Regions from separate parts of the Ovis aries genome. Here region 1 is linked to region 2. A link is a contact called in public Hi-C data. All regions are on one chromosome and are shown on one strand. Each heading gives the region's core, a stretch centred on a gene start, on an enhancer-like site or on the middle of the called end of the contact. The rest is flanking DNA. Distances are from core to core; before and after follow the strand shown.

Region 1 (4,522 bases), core at 1,512-4,011, 150 kb before region 2:
CCATTCCACAACATACTCAGCCCAAGCCTTTAAATCAAACATGTTCGTGGAGGCCTTAGGGAAGGGGTGGGAAGGGTAAAGATGAGAGAAAAGATTATGTGGTTAATCAAATTTTGAAAAGGTTACGCCAAACAGTTAACTCAGAATTCTGTTATCACTCAACAGTTTTTTTATTTGGTTTTAAAAAGTACTAATTAGTACTATTTTAATAAGGACTAATATTTCCAATAAGAAAAAATAATTCACTTAAAATCACCAGAAGAGTAATACTTAGATGTGAAGATACAGAAGAGGAAAAAAAAAAGTATGTGAAATCTGTTATAAGGACTATGCATTCTCACATGCCTCCTACACTCAAGATAAACTTTAGCAGCAGAGTTTTATAAGAATCTTAAGTTTTATGTGCTTATTCCAGGGAACAGCTGAATCCCATATGTCATTTTCTGACACAGCCTTATTAAGTTCTAATTAACAAAAGTGGTGGTTCAGTCAGTAAAGAATCTGCCTGCAATGCAAAAGACATGGGTTTGATCCCTGGGTCAGGAAGATCCACTGGAGAAGTAAACAGCAACCCACTCCAGTATTCATGCCTGGAGAATCCAATGGACGGAGGAGCCTGGTGGGCTACAGTCCATGAGGTTGCAAAATGAAGAAGTGAAGTCAAGTCGCTCAGTCATGTCTGACTCTTTGTGACCCCATGGACTGTAGCCTACCAGGCTCCTCCCTCCATGGGATTCTCCAGGCAAGAGTACTGGAGTGGGTTGCCATTTCCTTCTCCAAGGGATCTTCCCGAACCAGGGATCGAACCCAGGTCTCCCACATTCCAGGCAGACGCTTTAACCTCTGAACCACCCAGGTCTCCCACTTTCCAGGCAGACACTTTAACCTCTGAACCACCAAGGCAAAAGTACAATCATCAAATCTGGTGTCTGAAAGTCAGGAGTATGTGAAATGCCTAGAGAAAGGGACATAACGGATGGCTGTTTCCGAAATGAAACAAGAAGGTAAGGGAACCATGATATTATCCATTCATATGCAAAGAGAGAAAAGCAAAAGATGACATGCAATTTTATGCCCTCCTTCAGCTTTGAAGACATAATATAGTAAATGAGAACAAACTTAACAGATGAGAAAATTAACCATTACACGTCCCATGCCTTTTGTTCCATTGTGAGTTAGTAAAGAAGGGCCATCTTGCAAATCAGGATGTTGTGGATTTGAGTGATATCATCTATTTTGCCCCCAGAGACTTTTCAACCTTTCATGTTTGTGTCAATCTCCATTCAAAGTAGAGAATTAGAATAGCTGGGATTTAAAAAGTCATGTACCTTATGCTTGAGTAGTGATCTCTAATTTTGTCCTGGGATTATCAGCCAATCACAATTTCAGATGACGGTTGGTTGGCTGTCGTCTTCTTTAACTCTACCAAAACACTTCTGAGAGAAGGCTTAAATTCTATATACTGGTTAGGTTGAAAAGAATAGACAAAAGAAAAACCGTAAAGTCACAACCTTAAGGAATAAATTATAATACAATTTTAAATGTTAAAACTGTAAATTCTCTATATGCAACCTATAAATAACATGTCAAGTTGCCTGGCATATTAAATACATTCAGTATCTATTTCTTTCTAATCTTAAGGCATAATTACACAACCAAAATGCCCTGGAAAAAGCTCCTAATTACTGGGGATCAAATATTTTACTCAGTTACTTATTTCAACAATAAATTTAGAAAGCTCACTCATAAAAAGCTAACTGACCTGTTGCAGCATATCCATTCCTAGTTCTTGAACTTTTTATATTTTTACAGGGTTAGGTTTGTTTCGAGTTAGTAAGAGAGGGCCTTACTAATTTCAAAATCAAACAACGCTTTACTCTTAAAAAGGTTTTCTAGTCTCTATGTAATTTGTGCCCTTTACAGAAAAATCGGAGATAAGCAAAACAAAGTATGTCACTCACAATTCCATTACCTAAACAAAACTACCATGATTGGTTTTTAATTATATCCTATCACAATTCCTTCATATTTTTACCTGAAGACAAAGTTCCTAGCCTTCCCCCAACCCCGATTCGTACGCCCCCACCCACACAGTGAAGACTAGACACTACAGATGCCCATCTGTTTTTCAGCTTCTCCAGCCCAGTAATGAATTAACTAATGCAAGAGTCAGAGACCTGCAAAAGAACTTTGCAATAAAGAGGAAGGGGGAAGTGAAGGACCTAGCTATGGCAGAGTTTTAGACATTAATACAGAGAAAGGAGTTACCATCCACCAGATACACACCTCTCGTGCACCTCAATTTCGGACCCCAGGTGCAAGCGCCCTCCACACTTGAAGGAATAAATATTATTCTTCTTCCTTCCGAAAAGGATCCACCGGGCATGATATTCGGATCAGACCCGCACGGCGCCTGAAGCTGAGGGCACGTCACAGCCACCCGCACTTCCCTTTCCTCGTGTTTTCCCCTCGCTCACCCTTCCTCGCCCTACCCGGTGGCCCGCCTCTGGCGCCACGCTTCCCCGACCCTCCGCCTCGGCGAGCGCGGGCCCGGCGGGGCTCGAACAGCCGGCGGTCCCCGGGAATCAGGGGTCGTCCCCGCCACCCCCTGGGCCGCTGGCGCCGCAGCCACCTCCGCTGAGCACCGGGGCAAGAGCGCGGCAGCGACCCCCAACCGCCTCCCCTTCACCTCGCCGGGGACGATGGGTCCGGACCCCAACTCACGACTCACCTCCAGGCCGGAAGCAGGAAGGCGGAAGCCGCGACTCTCCCAACCCGCCCACAGGCCGGCCCTCGCCCGGATCCGGCCTGAGGAAGTCGCGGGGCCAGTTTCCGGCTGCGCCATCGCTGCGTGGGTCCCGGGAAAGCGGGGAGGGTGGGGCGGCTCCTGGGTTTCCGGGGAGAGGCAGGTGAGGCCGCTCGAGGTGAGCGGCGGCGCCCGGCTGGTGTCTGGCCCGAAGCCCGAGGCCCGCGCCTCCTGCCTGAGGCGCGGGTGAGCTCCGGTCTCTGGGAGCCGGTCTGGAAGCGCTGAGGACCCCCTACCTTTGCCCCCGAGGTCATCCGAACAGCCGCTCCCCTGCGGGAGCCTGGCCAAGGGTGGAGGGCCCTGGTGGGTGAGGTCCGTGACCCCCGGAGACTCCGACCAAGGAACGGCGGCCAAGAAAGGAGTTGGTCCCCACAAACCGCCCAGAGTCAAGGTGAAGGTCACACCCAGCGACTCCTGAAGGATTCTAGCGAGTTCCTCTGGGTCACATCCACTCTTTGACCCTCTCCTCTTCTGGCTGGACGATAGTTAAAGCCTCACGTCGAGGAGACCAAGCGCAGCAGGACCGTGGTGGAGCCACTGAACGTTGTTTCTAAGGGGGAAATGCAGCCATGCTGCGTGAAGAAGTTTTTGCTGTTTTCAATTTAAGAACCTCTTCACAAAAGAATGATCGATATTTGCCCAAAGTAAACTTGAAAAATAACCAAACTGTGTGGGCATAGAGTTCCCATAGAGGTACTTGTTCTTTCAGTGCACAAATAAAGAGATTCAAAAGTCAACAAGCAGAAAGAGTGAGTTCTCATTGTCTTCTAATCTACAGGAACTGAGAGATTAACTCGGGTTTGCTTGGTGATCAAGTTTTGTGATCTCTTGCACTGAGCTGCTCTGTTTGACTACCTCTTCAAATGTTGCAAGACCTCTTCACTGGTGTGTGCCAAATAAAGCAGGTTTTTATTCTTGAAAGACTATAGAATGTTCTCTTTGAGGAGCAGGCTGTGACATGTATAACTAGTTTAGGGATAACAACAGTAACCATTATTTACCAGGGAACAGACTTTTGGCAAATAATCTAATGATCTAAAATACTGTTTGTTGGGCATATGTTAATGTTTGTATGTTGTATTAGTAGCAGTTGTTTTCTTACTCATTCTTGTTTGAAAACTTGGATGATGGTTTCAAAGCTTGTGCTGCTTGGACCTAGCCTGTACCTGTAGTAGCCAGAAAAAGCAGACTCAGCCATTGGATTGTGTGTACAGAAAACTTGACTTGCTGGCAGTAAGACTTTGTGGGGTTTTTTGTGTTTTTTTTTTTAACTTGCCCAAATAGTAATTCCAGGAGAGGGTCAGAATTTATTTTAACATCCTTCACTCCAGAGACCAGTATGTGTATGTGTTATTTTAATCATGGTTAGACAGTTTTCCTGATGACTGCCTCCCCAATAATTCGCTCTGCTGTGTCCCTTGTGAAATGCATGGGAGTGGATGGAAAGGCACCTAAGAAGGAAGCGTCTGTAGCTCCTTGGCGCTAGTGTAAATCAGGCTTTCACTGTCTAATATTACTGGTCTCCTTTTCCAGTTCCAGGAATGGCTACAAGCCCAGAAATAGCGTAGAAGTTGCCACAGCTAAGCTCCCTGCTGCTACCTGACTTGCCTTAATGAAAGGTGGTGTCATGATTGGTTCAGATGGTGCAGGCTACTTTCTAGAGTCAGGAGTTTTAGCTTGTGAGTTGTGATTCACAGGCCTTGTCTCTGGTGGTTT
Region 2 (5,156 bases), core at 163-2,662:
CCCGGCCCCAGCAAGCTGCGCTCTGCGCCCGCCCGCCCCCACGCAGCCTTACCCCAGGAGGATGGGGCGGTCGGGCGCCGCCACGGCGGCAGAGAGCCCGGCGTGCGTCCCGAGCGCCAGGGCTCCCTGCAGCCCGGGGTCGAGGCTGGCCGTGGACTCAAAGGTGCACCGAGTGCGCTCCCAGCGACCATCCGCCGCCGAGCGGCCGGGGCGCGCCGTCTGCAGCCGGCTGGACTGTGCGCGCGCGCCTGTAGGGTGTGTGCGCGCGCGCCCGTGTCGTGTGTACTCACAAAGGTGTGTTTGCTAAATCCACTACCCGGGTGTGCCTTCCACCTCGAGCCGGAGCACGCCCGGGCCTGGAGCGGGGTCCCGGTAGAGAGGCCGTGGAGCCGGCATCCCCGCCCGCGGGGCTGAGGCGCACGAGGGCGGGGCGGCTGCGGCCAGCTCGAGACGCGCGTCGCACAGCTGCGGGACAGGTTCCGAGCGCTCTGCGCGTTTTCGGACACTTTGGCAAGCTTGGAAGCCGAGACTGAGCGGAAGCTGAGACTCGCTCGGGGTAGAGCGTGCTGCAGACAAGAGGAGCAGCGGAGCTGGTGCTCTTCTCCGCCTTGGTCTGCAAAAGTGAAATGGAAAACAGCCGACTACCGCAGCCTCCTCCCTCTTCTCCGGCGCCGCAGCCCGGGCTGGGGGTGGGGGGAGTTCCTCTGGGCTGACTGGAGGGGAAGCAGGCGGCCTCAGCCGCACCTCCTCCGCCTTCCTTACCACCCCAGTCCCCCGGGTTCCACGCCGCATTTCTTTGTTTTGAAAGCGCCTCCTCCGCCCAGAGGCTTTTCCCCCGGCGGGCCGGCTCTGGCGGGGGTGGGGGTGGGGCCTCAACTCAGGGTCCCGCCCCCCACTTACCAGGACCCCTTTCCCGTGCTCACCTCCCATCTACTCTTCCCTCCCCGCAGCGACCCACGAGGCGCGTCCACACTTGCGGGACATCAAAGGGAAGCAGGGAATTGGAGGGGGAAGTTGAGCAGGCAGGGGGCGCGGAGACCCATGCACCCTAGGCCATGCCTGGCAGCCCGCCCCCTCCCCCGGGAACCCCGCCTGAGCCCCGCCCCCCGCGTCACAGCAGCCTGACATTCTCACAGCCCATCGGGCACCCAACCCCACCGCCCCCGCTACCCCCGTGTCCGCCGAGTGCTCTATTTATGTTTCAGCTCAGCGATTTGCATAGGCCCCGCCCTTGGCCCTAGGTCCCCCTATCGGTGCCCCGCCTCGGCCGCGACGTCACGGCGAAGGCCCCACCTCTTGTGCCCGTACAAGGAGCGGCGGGCCCTAGATGGCAGCGTGGCGTCGCGGCGGCGTGTGCGTGTCGCGCTTCCTTGTGCCGTTTATAGGGTCCCGGCACTTCCGCTGTCGGGTTAGAAGCGGCGCGGTCATGGCGGAGCGCGGACAGCAGCCTCCTCCCGCGAAACGGCTCTGCTGCCGGCCGGGCGGCGGCGGCGGCGGCGGCGGCGGCGGGGCCAGCAGCGGCGGCGGAGGAGCGGGTGGCGGTTATAGCTCTGCCTGTCGGCCGGGCCCGCGGGCGGGCGGCGCGGCGGCAGCGGCGTGCGGAGGCGGCGCAGCACTGGGGCTGCTGCCGCCGGGCAAGACCCAGAGCCCCGAGTCGCTGCTGGACATCGCGGCGCGCAAGGTGGCTGAGAAGTGGCCGTTCCAGCGCGTGGAGGAGCGCTTCGAGCGCATCCCGGAGCCGGTGCAGCGCCGCATCGTCTACTGGTCCTTCCCCCGCAGCGAGCGGGAGATCTGCATGTACTCGTCCTTCAACACCGGCGGCGGCGCCGCGGGCGGCCCCGGCGACGACAGCGGCGGCCCCGGCGGCGCGGGCGGCGGCGCGGGCGGCGCGGGCGGCGGCGGCTCCTCGTCCTCGCCGGCCGCCACCTCGGCCGCCGCCGCCGCTGCCGCCGCCGCCGCCGCCGCTGCCGCCGCCTCCGGGGCCGGGGCCCCGTCGGTGGGGGCCGCCGGGCCGGCGGACGGCGGCGATGAGACACGGCTGCCCTTCCGCCGGGGCATCGCGCTGCTGGAGAGCGGCTGCGTAGACAACGTCCTGCAAGTCGGTGAGTCACGGGGCAGTCGCGGGGTCGTCTCTCCGTCCGTCAGTCCCTGGGGGGGGGGACGCCAGCCCCCTCCCCTCTGAGCAGCCCCTCAGCGCAGCGCGCGCCCGCACCCCGCCCGATGCCCTCACTGGCCGGGACAGTCCTTCTGAACGAAGCGCCCATTTCCTCTCCGCCCCTCCCCGCCCCCTGTCTCCCCGGACGGGCCAGCGCGAGTGGGAAATGAATCAGCAGGACGCGCCCCTCCGCGGGGTCCGCCGGGTGGGTGTCGGGTGCCCCCGGCCCGCTCCGTTCCCCGCCCTTCTCCCGGGGAGCACGTCCTGGAGAGCTGCTGACCCGTGTTGGGGGGAGAATGTGGACAAAGGCGCGGGCGGCCGGCCGGGCTCCGGCGGAGGGTGTCTGTGGTGGGGCCGTGCGGGGCGGGGGAGGGGGCGCGGGCCGCACAGACAATGCCGGCCGGGGCCGAGCCGGCGGCCGGGCCGCGCTCTGCGCTCTGCCTCGTCTCTCCCCTAGCCTGTCACTCGCCGGTCTTTCTCCTCTGCACCCCCCTCCCCGCCCCCTCCATTTGAGGGGAGGGAAATACATTTTAATGCCACTCGGCGGCCGCTCCTCAGGGCTTCGACGGGCTGGCGGCCGCGGCGTTCCGGGGGGCCGGGAGAGTCGCTGCGGCGTCTGGGCTGGCCCGGGCGAGCTCCGCCGGCCGCCCCGGGATTTAAATGTCCTTCCTTCCGCTCCTCTCCGTCTCGGGGTGCGCGGGCGTCAGGCTGGACCCCTTTCCTGAGGGACCTCTCCTCCCGAGGACGCCCGCGAATCAAAGGGTGCGAGCCCGTGGCAGCTGGCTCTTCCCCCTACCGGGGGACCGCGGCGTGCCCGGGGCTCCCGCCGGCGGAGTTCGGTTTGCACCGGGGAGGGGGCCGGGTAGGGCTGCGTGCGAGCCGCGGGGAGCTGTGGCCGGCGGCGGCCGGAGCGCGAGGCGGAGGGGCTTGGCGTCGGCTCCCGCGTCCCTCCCGGCGCGGCCGCCTGGCAGTCGGGCACGACCCCGCACTTTGTTCTCGTTTTCAGGCTTATTTGTGCCCCTTTCAGTTTTCTGTCACCCTCCGAAAAGGGGAAACCAAACAAAAGAGTCTCTTTATTTCTTTTCAGGGCTTGTAAAGTAGAAGATATTTGACAAAGGCGAGAGAAGGACTTAAAGCTGCACAGCCCTTCTTTCTCTGACAGACCATGAGAGTTTTCTCAAATACCGAGTTTTAAAAGCTTTCTCTGTGTTCCCCGCTCCCCCCACCCTCCAATGTGTCTTTCTGGTCAGATTTTTTTTTTTTTTTCCAGCTGTAGTGCTGGGGATGTTTGAGCTAGACGGAAAAGAACAATGCTGTAGTGAAACTCCCCTTTCCTCGTATTTTTCTCCTGATTGCAAAACGGGCGTATTTTTTCTACCCCCCTCTTATAGTGCTGTCTATTTAAATTGTGGTGGTGAACGCTGTTCCTAATGAATGGGGAGAGATTTGGCAGCATGACTGTCTCTGATTTTTAATTTAATCTTCTCTTTCCGTAGTCAGTTCCTTTTATCCTTCTCTTTGGGAGTCGGGTAGGGGTCTGGGTGGGGCCCCAAGAGAGAATTATAATCCTGTCTGGTTAATTTGAATTCAAATGCAATCTGGGAACGTGATTTTTCTGCATGGTCATTTATTTCTAAAGGCCGTCCCCAGTGTTGCCTTTTCTAGGTTAGACACCCTTTCCTTATGTCTGGAGGGGGGTTTAACTTCTGAGGCTATCCATCTATCCTTTAAAAAAAAATCTATTTAACATTCTTTCAAGTTATACCCCTCCTCCCCTTGTTTCCTGCCTGGTTGAAATGGATTGAAGCACATCCATGGTATCTCAGTATAACAAACTAGTTTGTGAGTTTTTATGGCTTGGCTGGCAATGCTGAGTTTTTTTTTCCCCCTTCTGTGCTTGACTCTGCTTGCAAGCAATGAGGAATGACAGGAGAGCGCACAGGGAGGGTTTCTTGGCTGATTGCATTTAAGCCAGGAATTCACTGTGAAAATAAAGCCAAGGGACGATAAATAAAAGATGCAATCTTCTCTAGGAGACAGACACACAGCGTGGGCCTTGCCTGCTTTCATTGGTGAAGAGGCCTGGGTGAGTTGTAAAAGAAAATAGTAACTTTCTGAATAGTCCCCAGAGGGGAAGGAGGCCACTGAATGGAGTTGGCAGTGGTTGATGTGAAGCAGGATGATGCTTCTCATATAGCTTGAAGAGTTGACCACCCCTTTGGAAACACTTACATACGTGCTAAACAAGTGCTGTACAAATGGTGGAAAAAATTCGTTTTTCCCCTCTGTGTTCTGCCAATTTCCTTAACTTCCAAGTTGTATTACTTGTTGTGCCAGTCGGTGTAGAGATGGAAGGCTGTTAAATGCCTGGCAGCTGGCACTGTGAGATAGAAAACTTATGACCAGGATTTTTTTTCTTCCCTTGATGAAGAACAGTGAGAGTGGCTAGGTTAACCATCTAATTTAGCTCTAAGTGGTGGTTTGAATTGGAACTAACATGAAGCTTATTTTATAATTTTGTGATTTGAGGTAGAAGTCTTTTTCGCTTCATAACCTGAAATGGAAAAGAACAGAATATGTGTTGATAGCATCATAAGCAGTTTTCTGGTATTGCAAAATTACAAGTTTGTTTGTACAGGAAGTATTCATTGACTTTTGTAGAGATGACTAAATTATAACTACAATACAGACAGTCTAGTTGCTGGACTTTATTTTGCACTTACAATGTTGAAGATTACTTAAGAATTGAGGGGCAGAGAATTGGGACTTCCCAGTATTTAAACATACTTTTCTTGGTTATTTTTCAACCCCTAGATTTTAAGAAGTTTAAAGGAAAAAAATTAAATATTTGAGTAGTAGTTGTAAGCAGTATTTAATTAGTGCAGAGCTGTTCATCAGTTGATTACGGGAAGTTTTAGAGAAAGCATTGTTGGCTTCTTATTGTTAACTAATGATATATTGGAAGGGAGCTAATGCTGAAGGTGCTTGAATGTAAATATAA

What was found. A called contact is a pair of places that touch in the nucleus more often than the background predicts.
Region 1: a Hi-C map of hypothalamus shows a contact between it and region 2, with 4 times the contacts expected there. The contact joins the promoter of SMIM15 here to the promoter of ZSWIM6 in region 2. A contact is called at or near these places in 8 of 16 Hi-C or Micro-C datasets (blood, hypothalamus, liver and 4 more).

The regions. Positions count from the first base shown.
Region 1 is chr16:18,359,983-18,364,504 of ARS-UI_Ramb_v3.0, reverse strand. SMIM15 (small integral membrane protein 15) reads right to left here and starts at 2,761. Exons shown (of 4, transcript XR_006056506.2): 1 at 2,732-2,761; 2 at 2,287-2,361; 3 at 1,329-1,462; 4 at 1-54.
Region 2 is chr16:18,205,509-18,210,664 of ARS-UI_Ramb_v3.0, reverse strand. ZSWIM6 (zinc finger SWIM-type containing 6) reads left to right here and starts at 1,412. Exons shown (of 14, transcript XM_015101288.3): 1 at 1,412-2,102. The coding sequence starts at 1,427. LOC132657946 (a long non-coding RNA gene) reads right to left here and starts at 1,168. Exons shown (of 3, transcript XR_009596761.1): 1 at 1-1,168.